3 separate regions of the Mus musculus genome follow, and all the other regions are linked to region 3. The links are chromatin contacts, called in public Hi-C and HiChIP or PLAC-seq maps. All regions are on one chromosome and are shown on one strand. Each heading gives the region's core, a stretch centred on a gene start, on an enhancer-like site or on the middle of the called end of the contact. The rest is flanking DNA. Distances are from core to core; before and after follow the strand shown. Region 1 overlaps Asap1 (ArfGAP with SH3 domain, ankyrin repeat and PH domain1). Region 2 overlaps Asap1 (ArfGAP with SH3 domain, ankyrin repeat and PH domain1). Region 3 overlaps Asap1 (ArfGAP with SH3 domain, ankyrin repeat and PH domain1).

Region 1 (4,216 bases), core at 384-2,883, 92 kb before region 3:
AATAACATGGCTACCTTAACAAGACCTGTTATAATACCAGTAGGCATGCTAACATGGAAGTGGGACTTCAGGGCTCTCTATCTCTAGACAAAGAACTAGAGGCAACTATGGAGTGTAGAAACCAGGAAATAGTCTCTCCGAGAATGAGTCATTAGTTGGTTATCCAATACCAAGGGGCAGGACACACAGTAATAACAGTGAAACAAAGGAGTCCAGGACGCCAGGGTGGGAGTAGGTAGGGGAAGTGGGGGTGGGTTGGGTAAAATTATATTTTAATTTAAATGAGGAAAGATGAGATCTTCAAAAATGCATTAGAGTTCAGGGTACCGGCAATTACCACCGGTCATAACTATCCTTTCTACACTTTTTTTTTTTTCTTTTTTCTTTTGGTTTTTTCGAGACAGGGTTTCTCTGTAGCCCTGGTTGTCCTGGAACTCACTTTGTAGACCAGGCTGGCCTCGAACTCAGAAATCCGCCTGCCTCTGCCTCCTGAGTGCTGGGATTAAAGGCGTGCACCACCACGCCTGGCTCCTTTTTATACTTTTTAACATTTCAAAGAAAATTCTCAAAAACAATGTGATGAAAATCTAGATCCAACAGGCATGTTTTCTGCTATTTTCATCTGGGGGGAAAGGAAACTTAAAAAACAAAATCAAACCAAAAGCAATCCTTTACCCAAACCAGCACATTCTGCAGTCGGAGCGGGTAAACAGGAAGTGCTCTGCCACTGCCGAACTCTGCTTGGCTCCAGCCGCTCTGCAGCAGGAAGTGCCCTCAATGGCTAACGCAGGGCTGTGGGAAGGGTAGGGGAGAAGGGACCAGAGTCCTGCCAGGGCTAGACACCCTCTGGGCACAGCTCACTATTGTTAAATAAGGTCTGCATACAGCCTTGAAAGACCGCTTCAATATGGAGCAGACAGCATGCCATTTAAAGGGCTCCTCTTAACCACAGAGGATCTCTTCCCCAGAGCAACTTAAAGCATGGGAACTTGAAAGGTATGTGATGCTGTCTGTTGATGCTTCAAGTCCTTTGCCAGGACCACACGACTAGCCAGCACTGTTCACCAAGCAGCCATTTTATTATTGCTTTCTTTTCAATGGTTAAAACCATGAACTTAATCTTGATACTGTATTTATTTAATCAAGTGAGCAACAAAACCACACCCAGCTAAATTGAAGAGCAGTCTACTGTTATCTATATGTTAGAAGAAGTGCATTGTACAAGAAGTCCTTCTCATTAATACACTGAATCTCAAATGGGCACGGGAGGAGTGATGGAAGGTGCCCACATTACCAAGAAACCACCACGAAAGGGCACAGGTGCTTTGCACAACTCCTGAAAATCCGACCACAACACAAACTTCTAGAGGGAGGCTCGGGTGTCTGTTTTCTCACGGATAGGTCCCTTCTGCTTATCACGGTATCTGTACTGACCCTCACTACACACGATGCGTGCACTCAGAGTGACACGGCACGGATGATCAGCAGTCTCTTAGTGAAGAAATCAAGGCGTAGGCATCTTTCCAGGCCACACGGAGAAGCAGCAGCTGGTAACCCTTTCTTCCCTAACCCTCTTCAGGTCAAAGCTTAAGCTCTTCTATCCTGTCAGTGATGTGCTAAAGGTTACAACCCCACCATGTCCATGCGTCTCTAGTTCCTCACCACTAAAAGGCAGCATTTCCTAGACATAAGAAACTCTCTCGTGAGACTATGCTGGGGCCTAGCAAACACAGAAGTGGTTGCTCACAGTCAGCTATTGGATGGGTCACACGGCCCCCAATGGAGGAGCTAGAGAAAGTACCCAAGGAACTAAAGGGAACTGCAACCCTATAGGTGGAACAACATTATGAACTAACCAGTACCCCGGAGCTCTTGTCTCTAGCTGCATATGTATCAAAGATGGCCTAGTCGGCCATCACTGCAAAGAGAGGCCCATTGGACTTGCAAACTTTATATGCCCCAGTACAGGGGAACGCCAGGGCCAAGAAGTGGGAGTGGGTAGGTGGGGGAGTGGGTGGGGGAGCGTGTGGGGGACTTTTGGGATAGCACTGGAAATGTAAATGAAATAAATACCTAATTAAAAAAAAAAAAAAAAAGAAACCTAACAGAGCAACTTCTGGAATCACAGAGTAGATCCCTCCCTCTTCTCAGAATGGCAACCACATAACTGATGTTAGAAAAAGAAAGTCTCCAGGAGGGAAAAAAAAAAAACTGGCTCACAAAACCTAGGGAAGTGCAAAGGAAGCAGGCTGAAGAGCACACACCAGCCTCCTCGGGGCCCAATGGAGGCTGGTGAACTTTGACTCCGTACTTCTTTACAATGACATTTTGATATAGTCATGTTTTAGTAAACATTTCTCCTTCTTCTTCTAGACTACAATTTGATGCCTAGACTTTGATTTATATTTTAAAGAATTTAAACTCACAAAAAAATGAAAACACAGTATAGAGAGGATCCTATTCACTTCTCTTCAACCAACATCCTCAGCAGCACCAGCTTACATGTTATTTTACTAAAATCTAGACACTGACACAGGACAGGAGACTGCACTAAGGACCTTATTAAGTCTCATCAGTTCTGGTACATGCTTTTCTGTCTTCTGAACAACAACTATATCTTTGCACATAGTTCTAAGGAAGGTGTAGTTATCAGTCTCTGTAAAAAGGCCGGTGCTTGACTTGGGACCACAGAAGAGATGCCTCACAGCCCTGTGTTTGGTTAGGAAGGCACTCAGAGGCAGTAATACCTGCTGATCACGTGGAATGACAGACAACCCCAGCTAGCAGACCTGATGCCGATTTCCAAGGGTTAGGGAATCTTTCCAACAAGATTCCAAAGGAAAGCCTGGACCTGAGCGGCGCTGCATCTCAGCTCTGCAAGCAGCATCTGACAGGGCACCGAATAGTGAAGCTACGGGAAAACAGCCAAAGCCACTGGCAGATCCAAGGGAGACAGAGGTGCCAGCACAATGCCACGCTTGTCAGGAGAAGCTACAGTTTTCTTGGGCAAAGACAGCCCCCATGTGAACTGAACCAACTCTAGTATAAAATGATTATTTTTATGGCCGCTCACCACGAATGCTCACCATCTTCAATAGAAAATATTTATTTTTATTTTCTGAATGAAATGAAATAAATTATGTCTTATAGCAATTTCTTCTTTATCTTCCTTAGGCTTCTATTATTCTATGAAAGAAGAGAGGACATGACCCAAACCAAACCAAACCAAACCAAACCAAACCAAACCAAACCAAACCAAACCAAACCAAACCAAACCAAACCAAAACTGGGACTGAGTATATCATATCTAGTGAAATAGCAAGACCAGCACTTTTAGCTTGGGGGAGAGATTTCCCAGAATACACAGTGGCAGAAGCAATACACACAGAGTGGTAGAGACAGCCGAGACAGAGACAGCACTCTGGCTCTGCTCTAGCAGTGTGAGCCAACAACTTCCACCATCTCAGCAGGGTTCTGTACTCTTGGGGAGGGAGGCCACCTAATACAGGACAGCTAGGTACCACAGTAAGACAGCCGTCACTTTAATAGTTACTTTGCCTGTCACTGGTATGTGGTACTTGTCAGAAAGTACTTAGGAAGGAAAGGTTTAGTTCAGTTTGGGAGGGCACAGTTCATCCTTTGAGGAGGGCATGGTGGAAGTCTCTGAGGAGGAGCTTAGACCCGGGATGCCTCACATCTTGGTGCACCAGAAGTAGGCAGCTTGAACCAAGTTGTAGCCCTCAACCTTCATCCTTGTGTCAGCTGGACTTTAAGTCTAAAAGGTTCCACACACTTGTCCCAGAACAATGCTAGGACCATGAGCTTGTTGGGACCATTTTACATCAAACAGTAACAAGCACTCACCACACACTGCCAGGTTCAAAGGTCTTCAATAAACATCAGTTTACATGGACATACAGGAATATATATATTAAATCAACACATATTTACCTGATTGTCTGATACATGTAGATACACAGTTGAGCATCAACCTGCAGTATACTCAAATATATATACAGACTGGTGTGGGAACCTTGTTGGGTGATGACCCTTGGCTAATGTCAAAACACATCTGGTCTCCTGGAAAGTGAGATACTCATGTGACAAGATGTACCCCTGGGAAAACAGCTTCTTGGGTTCTCTGCCAGTTATTACCAAAGTTGGGGTGAGTCTTACTTCACTTCCTTTTTTACTATAGGCATCCAGGCTTACTAGT
Region 2 (4,046 bases), core at 596-3,095, 73 kb before region 3:
GAGGTGGAGGCAGAAGGATCAGAAGTTGAAGGTCATTACACAGATAACTAAGTAACTACACGGGGAGTTTGAGATTATCCTGGGATGCATGAGACCCCAAGAAAATAAAGAAAAATAAGATGAACATTTCAGTCTGAGATCTAGTAATATAAATATCCTGGGTCTTTACTCCAAGAGAAGAGGATAAACAACTACATTGAGGTCACAACAGAGCCTGTTAAGAATCGATTACTGTTCTTAATGCATCTGGTAAAATAATCCATTCAGTCTACCTACTGATCGACTCTTCTGCTTTACAAAAACACAGTATGTGTCACTAAGCTCCCTTTTCTGAAGTCACACCTGAGTTAAAACCTCATGCATGCGCATGACCCTGCCAGCTAGGATGGCAAGGCAAGCCGACTGGTTTGCTCACATGACTGTCAGCTTATGCTTCTGATGGGAGGTCTCTCTCCATCAGGTTAGGTGGGTGGGTAGCTTCTCCTGCAAATCAAAATGTCAGAACAGGGCAGATGGAAAGCTAGCACTCTGATGAACTGACCTTTGAAATCACAGGGAATTATGTTAGCACTTCATTCAGAAGAAGGGAGTTTCTAAGTCCGGGTCACACTCAAGAAGGGGGAACTATGCTTGATCTTTGTTAAAAAAGAAAAAAATCAAAAAAATTTAACAGACTTTAAACCCTTAGGAAAGGGTCAGTTATTTTAAATGAATTACCAAAAGTAAAGGGGGCGGGGGAGATAGGAGCTGCACAGACTAAATCACAGATTAATAAATTAAGGCTTTAAAAACAGAAGGAAGAGAAAAATGCCTAGGATTGCTTTCTCAGGTTTTGAGTTTTGCATGTATTTTTAAGTACTCTAATACACGTCAAAGATAAGAGAGAAAAATTTCCAAAATGATTTCCAAACTTAAGGTCTTCCATGAAGATAATGTTTTTCAAAAAATATTTTTTTATTCTACATTGTTCAGTAATCAGTATTGTCAAAGCTTATGTGTTTAAAAAAAAAGAACACATTTTATAAACATGATCCTTCATAATTGCTGAGTACTTTTCAAATCATTTTAGGAAGGTGAATGGTTGGTAATCTCCAATCAGAAATACAAAAATGTTTCTTAAATCTCTAAGCATTATTGAATGGGATTTCTGTCTCTTAAGCGCTGTAAGAAAACAAGGAAATTATGAAAACACATTGGGAAAGATTCCCAATGTTTGGCCTCTTATGGCTTCTCAGGATGAGGCCAAAGTCACTGGGATAGTGACAGTTTGGACTGCACTTTGAGTATATCATGGAAAGATATAAACCACTTCTGTTTTCCTAACTGTACTTCTAAAAGATTAAATGTCACCTCTAAAGGATTAAGTGTCATTGTGCTGCCCAAATCCCCTGGTTAAAAAAAAAAGCTCACTGTATTATCTTGGTTTATGACTACAAAGGCAGCACTAGGTCCCAGTAGCCCATGAGGAGACCCAAGCCATCTGTGTTTACCTCTACACTTCCTACCACAAGTACAACTTCTATGTGATCCCCATCACAGAACCACAAGGTCAACCCACAGGTCACACTAGCCACAGATTACATTTGAGTGACTCCCTCACTAATGTTCATGGTAAGCAGGTACTTACAGCCACTGGAAGGCAGCTTCCCAATGAAGAACCTATCCGGTCAACATACAACAGGCAACTTATGATATACTTAGTGAGCCCTGTCACACAGCAGGTGAAGGTGATGAAAACAGTGTGTGTAATGAGCAAGGCTCATCTTCCTCCCAAGTGTGGTACTCTGGGTAAGTTGTCTGGCTAAGCTCCAGTTTCATCATCTGAGACATGGGCTTGTTTGACTTAGTCTAGAGGATAGCATCAGTGCTTAGTGGCCATGTTCTCTGAGAGGCAGTCCTTTAGCACTCTGTCATACTACATTAGATCCCCAGAATCTCTTTCTGCAGTCAAATATTGTCCTTGAGCTTAACAAGTGTGGCAAAGCTACAGTTTTCTTTTTTTGAAACCTGTGTATAGTGTATACAGTATAGAGTCTAGCAGTATATATGTGCCATTCTTCATTTATGAATCCCGTTCATTTAATGTTTTTCTAAATCCCAGTAAGGCTCCTGAGCATCATCTTATACACTGTAAGTGTATTTTATTGTCACCTCACAGCATGAAAACTAAGGTAGCATTTGAGACATCAGAGTAAGCTTAACCATATGAACACCACTCATGTGAGAAGCTAAACAAAACAGAACAAAACGGAATCAGTCCCTCAAATGGATGCCTGTGGCTTTTCTGGTTACTCTCAAAAAGCCACTCCCTACAAAAGGCCCACCACATTTCAGGGGTTTACCAGAATGAAGTCAGAGACAGAAGTTGTAAATTAGGTTTCAACAACATCCAGGCACTCCAGACTGAGACAACTGTCATTGCTGATCTGAGATGTTACATCTGTGGTCAACTAAATTCCAAACATCTGGGCACACCTGTGAGGACTCCTTTTTGGGTCACCTGAGGTGACAAGACCCACCTGAAGTCCGGCCACATCTGCTGGCGCCAGCCCATATAAAAGACCGTGGAGGAGGGAGCTTCTGCTTCCTGCCGGTGTGCCCTGGCTTTCCATGGAAAGGGTCATCCGCCCTGCTGCTGAGGGGTCCTTCACAGGTATTAGACCCTACTTCTATATTCAAACAGAGCAGAGACATCCAGCCTCATGACCTAAACAACTACAGGGTTCTTGGCATTGCCATCAAGAGACAACCATTGTCGAGCTGGATTTACTGATTTTCCACAATATAATACAGAAATTAGGCACACTAAGTCCCCTCAACAACTCTTTAATACCACCACAAACTGGAAGCCACTCTAATAAGTCCCTATTAATATAAACATATTTTTATATTATGTTTATATGAAACATAAATGTTTTTATTCATTCTATCAGTTTTGTTGATTAAAAATCAAACCTGGACTTATCAAACAGTCATTAACTTATCTGTGTTATTTAAATAAATATCTTATAATCTTCTTGAAGTCAGAGAAATGACATAGTGGCATAAAACATGATGATAATATTGTACAATGTTCTAAGGAGTGGGGAGGGGCTGACAGGAACAAGCTCCCCCTCAGACTAGTGAGTCTAAGCTCTCACGGGGGATGGGGTAGGCAGGGAAGGGCCTGGGGTCAGTTTCTGCCTTGTTCACATTCCTTTCAGCTCTATAGCTGTACAATAATAACACTAAGAACCCTGAACTTACTGAGACTTCAGTGATATAACAAGAAATGAGGTACACTAAGTCCTGGAACAAGTCTCTAATGGTCCCACCCTGTGTACGGAAAGCCGAGTAAGCAGTTCACGGTAATTTTCTGTTCACTGTTGGCTTCAAAGCAAGCGCTTTTTCCTTCACAGGCAGCCATCTTCCCCTTCCAGGCTTTCTGTGCACTAGAGACAACTGATGTGTTAGGGAAGTGACTTCCTGCAAGTAAGCTGTGGCTGCAAAAAACGGTATCAAGGTGACTCAGAGACCTTGAAACATTCGTCCCAACCCTCTCCTGGGGGGCTAGAGCCTACCACTTCTCATGGGTACCCACTAATTTAATGTATGTGGATTTATCATATAATTAAAATACTAAAATATTTACATTATATAAATAATATTCATGTATATAAACATAAATTATATAAATAATATATAATATAATTAATAATTCATTATTATAAAACAAAATGATGTTGTTAAGAGAGTTACAAAAAGGTCTCTGGACCAATGTTAAAACATTTAGTTATCTAAGTTCTCTGCCATCATTTAAAAATGACAGTGGGTAGTCAGTGAAGGTAAGAATTTTAACCTTTTCCCTCCCTCCCTAACTCCCCTGCAGGGTCCATGGTCAGTACTGGTTCTCAGTGTGTACAGTCACACTCAAGAAGGAAGAGACTATTCCATGTTTGACTGAAGTTACCAGATCACAGGCTGAGCAACCACACAAAGAGACTGTAGGTACCCCCTGTCGTCTGTGATAACCACCAGCCTCCATCCACTCTCCCGAGTTCTTAAGA
Region 3 (4,304 bases), core at 1,347-3,846:
GACCTGACTGTAAGCCATCAAGGCAGAGGTTCCTTCTTGCTAGTCACTTGTTAATGCAGAAGGAAGTGAACATTAGAACCATGTACTATGTTTTTATGTTTTGTGTAAACCTTTTTCTACTTCCCTATATCCCTATCTTTAACCATAATATTGCACTCAAGATGTGGGGTGGTGGTGTAGGGTGTGTGTGTGTGTGTGGGGGGGGTTGTTGTTCCTCCTATGGGGCTGCAAACTCCTTCAGCTCCTTGGGGACTTTCTCTAGCTCCTCCTTTGGGGACCCTATGCTCAGTCCAATGGTTGGCTGAGAGCATCCATCTCTGTATTTGTCAGGCACTGGTAGAGCCTCTCAGGAGACAGCTATATCAGGTTCCTGTCAGAAAGCTCTTGTTGGCATCCTCAATAGTGTCTGGGTTTGGTGACAGTATATGGAATGGATCCTACTTACGATAGTCTCTGGATGTCCTTTCCTTCAGTCTCTGCTCCACATATTGTCTCTCTATCTCCTCCCATGGGTATTTTGTTCCCTATTCTAAGAAAGACCGAAGTATCCACACTTTGGACTTCATCTTGAACTGTGAACTGTGAACTGTGGTCTGTGAACTGTATCTTGGGTATTCCTAGGTTTTGGGCTAATATACACTTATCAGTGAGTGCATTCCATGTGTGTTCTCTTGTGATTGGGATACCTCACTCGGAATGATATTTTCTAGTTCCATTGATTTTTCTAAGAATTTCATGAATTCATTATTTTTTTTTAATTAGGTATTTTCCTCGTTTACATTTTCAATGCTATCCCAAAGGTCCCCCATACCCACCCCACCCAACCCCCTACCCACCCACTGCCCCTTTTTGGCCCTGGCGTTCCCCTGTACTGGTCCATATAAAGTTTGCAAGTCCAATGGGCCTCTCTTTGCAGTGATGACCGACTAGGCCATCTTTTGATACATATGCAGCTAAAGACAAGAGCTCCCGGGTACTGGTTAGTTCATATTGTTGTTCCACCTATAGGGTTGCAGTTCCCTATAGCTCCTTGGGTAATTTCTCTAGCTCCTCCATAAGGGGCCGTGTGACCCATCCAATAGCTGACTGTGATCATCCACTTCTGTGTTTGCTAGGCCCCGGCATAGTCTCACAAGAGAGAGCTATATCTGGGTCCTTTCAGCAAAATCTTGCTAGTGTATGCAATGGTGTCAGCATTTGGAAGCTGATTATGGGATGGATCCCTGCATATGGCAATCACTAGATGGTCCATCCTTTCGTCACAGCTCCAAATTTTGTCTCTGTAACTCCTTCTATGGGTGTTTTGTTCCCATTTCTAAGAAAGGGTAAAGAATTCATTATTTTTAATAGCTGAGTAGTACTCCATTGTGTAAATGTACCACATTTTTTGTATCCATCCCTCTGTTGAGAGACATCTGGGTTCTTTCCAGCTTCTGGCTATTATAAATAAGGCTGCTATGAACAGTGGAGCATGTGTCCTCATTACATGTTGGAGCATCTTCTGGGTATATGCCCAGGAGTGGTATTGCTTGGTCTTCAAGTAGTACTGTGACACTTCATTTTTTAACACTTATTTTGAAAAACAAGAGTGAATCTTTGCTTCCTTAGAAAGTGGCAGCAGAATGCTGCCATTGCATATACTGCAAGAAGCAAAAGAAGGTTTTGGTGTGTAGTCCTGAGTTCTACAAGAGCCAAGCAAAGGCACCTGAACCCTGTAACACACCTGTTTACGGATGAGATCATGAACCACCAAAATCAGGACCCCACCCGCTCTCTGATAACTCTGCTTGCAGGCCAATGGAGAAGCAGGGTTTCTTATCCTAACTCAAATACTTTCATTGAATGAGGAAACGGAATACCCCTAACAGGCGGGGCGGTGTGGGGGCGAGGGGGAGTCGAGAAAACAGAAGCAGCAGGAATTATGAGTGGGTTTGCATTCTTCCCTTTTCTGAAAACTCAGGACTTTGCATCTAGCTTCTTTTTAGAACCCAATCTGATCATTTCCCTTTAAATGAGAGAAATGGGCAAACTGGAGAACTGCATTCTTGAAGTATCCAAAGACAAACAAAATGCCTCAATAAAATCTCAGGTAACATGGAAGAAGTGAGGCTAACTTCAGGCAGCACACAGTGTGAAAAGGTTACCACTGCTCTGAGCATACCTGGTTTGTGAACTGGGTGACCACATTACAAATATCCATATTAAGATGCTGGTGCCATGTGTTATATCTTCCTTACTCTACTGGCAGAGTTAAAGGTGCTTGTCCTTACCCTAAGTTTAATAGGTTTCATCATAGCTTCAGCACCAGAACACATCAACTAGCTAATTACACACACAGCAGAATCATGTGTTATAAAATACATGAAATATTAAGTACCACATGCTGGGCATGCCAGCAGCCCAAAGTTACAGCCAGGCTGACGCATCCCCTGCACTGCCTCTCTGCACTGCAGAAAGCTGGTGAGATGGAGGCTTTCTCCTTCCCTTAGAGATGACAAAACTAAGGCTCAAAAGAGTGAACTGATCTCAAGCCCTGCAGTTAGTCAGTTACCTCAAGCCAAGCAGCCTTATAAGGTGCTAACCCCACTACAGACTGTGAGGAAATGTGGGCCAAATGAGGAAATGAACAGACAAAAGTTAAGTAACCTTCAAGGGGTTGACTTAAAGATCTCGGGGGAGGAGGTTAGTTTTTCTTTTAAACTCTACAGCATGTAGCCTTAACTAGCTATCTAAAATCCTAAGCTGTGCTTTGAGAAGCCAGTCAAAGCTTAAGGGTGGGGTGACATGACAGGGATACAATGTCTCAAGGTCGCTTCTCAGGGCACATCATCCTTCATTACCAAGGACTTAGGGATGAGACCCCAGCTCACTAGCACAGGAAGGAACCTGAGTCTGCTTTTGACAAGCTCACTATTTAGTCTAGCACTAGTGTGTCTACTTGCAAAGCCTGTGTCTATTCTTCCTCCTTTTGTTTTATAAAACTTATTTCTACATCAGAAGCACTTTTCCATGCCAAAACAAAACAAAACAAAAACAAAAACACATATGTTTTGGTACAACCATGATGAACCTGGTATACATAATGTAGGTCACTACACGCTTGGGTTTCATTTTCATCTTCCCTCAAAGAGGTTTGAGCAGTCTACTGGATACTAATCACAGTGAGTTAGCAGTGTGTCCTTGCCGAGTCCAGCAAAGCATGAATACCCAAAACAAGTGAATGCAAATATTCTACATTTGATAGTGTTAAGATCACCAGACAGCTGATGAGCTAAAAAAAAAAAATCTCTTGAGGTAATCCCAACATGTAAGAGCAAAGCATAAATTGATGTGTTTCTCCAAGGCATGCCTCCCAGTCCTGGGGTTGGAAGATGGTCACAGCAGCTCTTCAGGGGAGAGGAGCTCTCAGCCTCCCCCAGAGTCCTTTCCCCTCAAGTCTACTATTTAAGCCCTTTAGATTCTGACAGGTCACACTGCAGCTGGTATGTGCTGCATCTTCCAGGGCAGATGGGATGAAGAATTCTCTCTACACTCTGGATCCACTATCATTTGTATTTGGACATGTGACTGACCCTAATTCTACAGATGGTAAAACATACAGCCCTGTGATTGGTCTTTTTTTCAACAGCTTTGTTCAACATCCTTACAGGGGTCAGGTGGGGGGTGGGGGGCCCTGTGGCTTCATGGTGGTCAACTGCTTGCTGTTCAGAGGCGTGCCTGGGTCTTGGGCCCAGGTTTCTTTAACAGTCTCAGGAACCCAGAAATGTTTCACAGAAGAGCTCCACAGCATAGTGTGTAACAGGGTAGAGAGCAGGTAAGATTTTATGCTACTTCTTACCTAATTATAGGGCTCCCAGGTAACTGTAGTTAAAGAATTCAAACATGGCCTAAAATAGTGAAGTCATTTAAAAATCAGCAATAGTGGGGGTGATGACTAAATTAAGCTACAATACATTAACAAAATACTGTGTAGTCATTAAAATGTATAGTTAAAGGGGGCCCAGGATGCAATGTTTCATAGAGATACCAAGTAGACTGGTGACGGGGAGGGGAGGAATGGTGACTAAGGGAGTGGAAGAAAATCAGCAGAGACTGCTAGTGGGTATGAGGCTTGATAAGAGGTTCTCGAATGAGGCTAAAAGCCATCAAACTCTACGCTCCGAATGGATAAAATAGAAATGCAAATAAACAACAACAAAACTATCCCCAAAGTCATCATGCAGAGGCCTCAGGGAAGAGTAAAGGCTTTAACGATGTAAAATCATCTCAGTTTTGCAGAGCAGAACAGAACAGAACACGTAATG

Evidence for each region. A called contact is a pair of places that touch in the nucleus more often than the background predicts. HiChIP or PLAC-seq counts read pairs in DNA pulled down with a chosen protein or histone mark.
Region 1: a Hi-C map of bone marrow-derived macrophages shows a contact between it and region 3, with 54 read pairs. The contact joins two enhancer-like sites. A contact is called at or near these places in 2 of 15 datasets of contacts at CTCF or cohesin (CD8 T cells and the NIH/3T3 cell line), 20 of 484 Hi-C or Micro-C datasets (the AML12 cell line, B cells, CD4 T cells and 11 more) and 7 of 115 datasets of contacts at active chromatin or transcription factors (the HPC-7 cell line, bone marrow-derived dendritic cells, bone marrow-derived macrophages and 4 more).
Region 2: a BATF HiChIP or PLAC-seq map of CD8 T cells shows a contact between it and region 3, with 8 read pairs. The contact joins two enhancer-like sites. A contact is called at or near these places in 2 of 15 datasets of contacts at CTCF or cohesin (CD8 T cells and the NIH/3T3 cell line), 9 of 484 Hi-C or Micro-C datasets (B cells, CD4 T cells, CD8 T cells and 4 more), 6 of 115 datasets of contacts at active chromatin or transcription factors (CD8 T cells, the HPC-7 cell line, effector CD8 T cells and 3 more) and 2 of 9 other capture datasets (adipose tissue and liver).

What each region holds. Positions count from the first base shown.
Region 1 is chr15:64,185,263-64,189,478 of GRCm38.p6, forward strand. The region is part of intron 5 of Asap1 (ArfGAP with SH3 domain, ankyrin repeat and PH domain1); the gene reads right to left. Among named protein-coding and RNA genes, the nearest start is that of Gm20717, 89 kb to the left of the region's middle. Within about 2 kb of position 1,634, at least 147 of the 459 cell types and tissues checked have an H3K27ac peak or open chromatin away from gene starts, as enhancers often do. A contact at or near this core is called in B cells, CD8 T cells, the HPC-7 cell line and 7 more, where this site is marked.
Region 2 is chr15:64,204,251-64,208,296 of GRCm38.p6, forward strand. All of the region lies in intron 4 of Asap1 (ArfGAP with SH3 domain, ankyrin repeat and PH domain1), which reads right to left. Among named protein-coding and RNA genes, the nearest start is that of 1700010G06Rik, 110 kb to the right of the region's middle. Within about 2 kb of position 1,846, at least 34 of the 459 cell types and tissues checked have an H3K27ac peak or open chromatin away from gene starts, as enhancers often do. A contact at or near this core is called in CD8 T cells, effector CD8 T cells and thymic regulatory T cells, where this site is marked.
Region 3 is chr15:64,276,380-64,280,683 of GRCm38.p6, forward strand. The region is part of intron 3 of Asap1 (ArfGAP with SH3 domain, ankyrin repeat and PH domain1); the gene reads right to left. Among named protein-coding and RNA genes, the nearest start is that of 1700010G06Rik, 36 kb to the right of the region's middle. Within about 2 kb of position 2,597, at least 79 of the 459 cell types and tissues checked have an H3K27ac peak or open chromatin away from gene starts, as enhancers often do. A contact at or near this core is called in B cells, CD8 T cells, the HPC-7 cell line and 8 more, where this site is marked.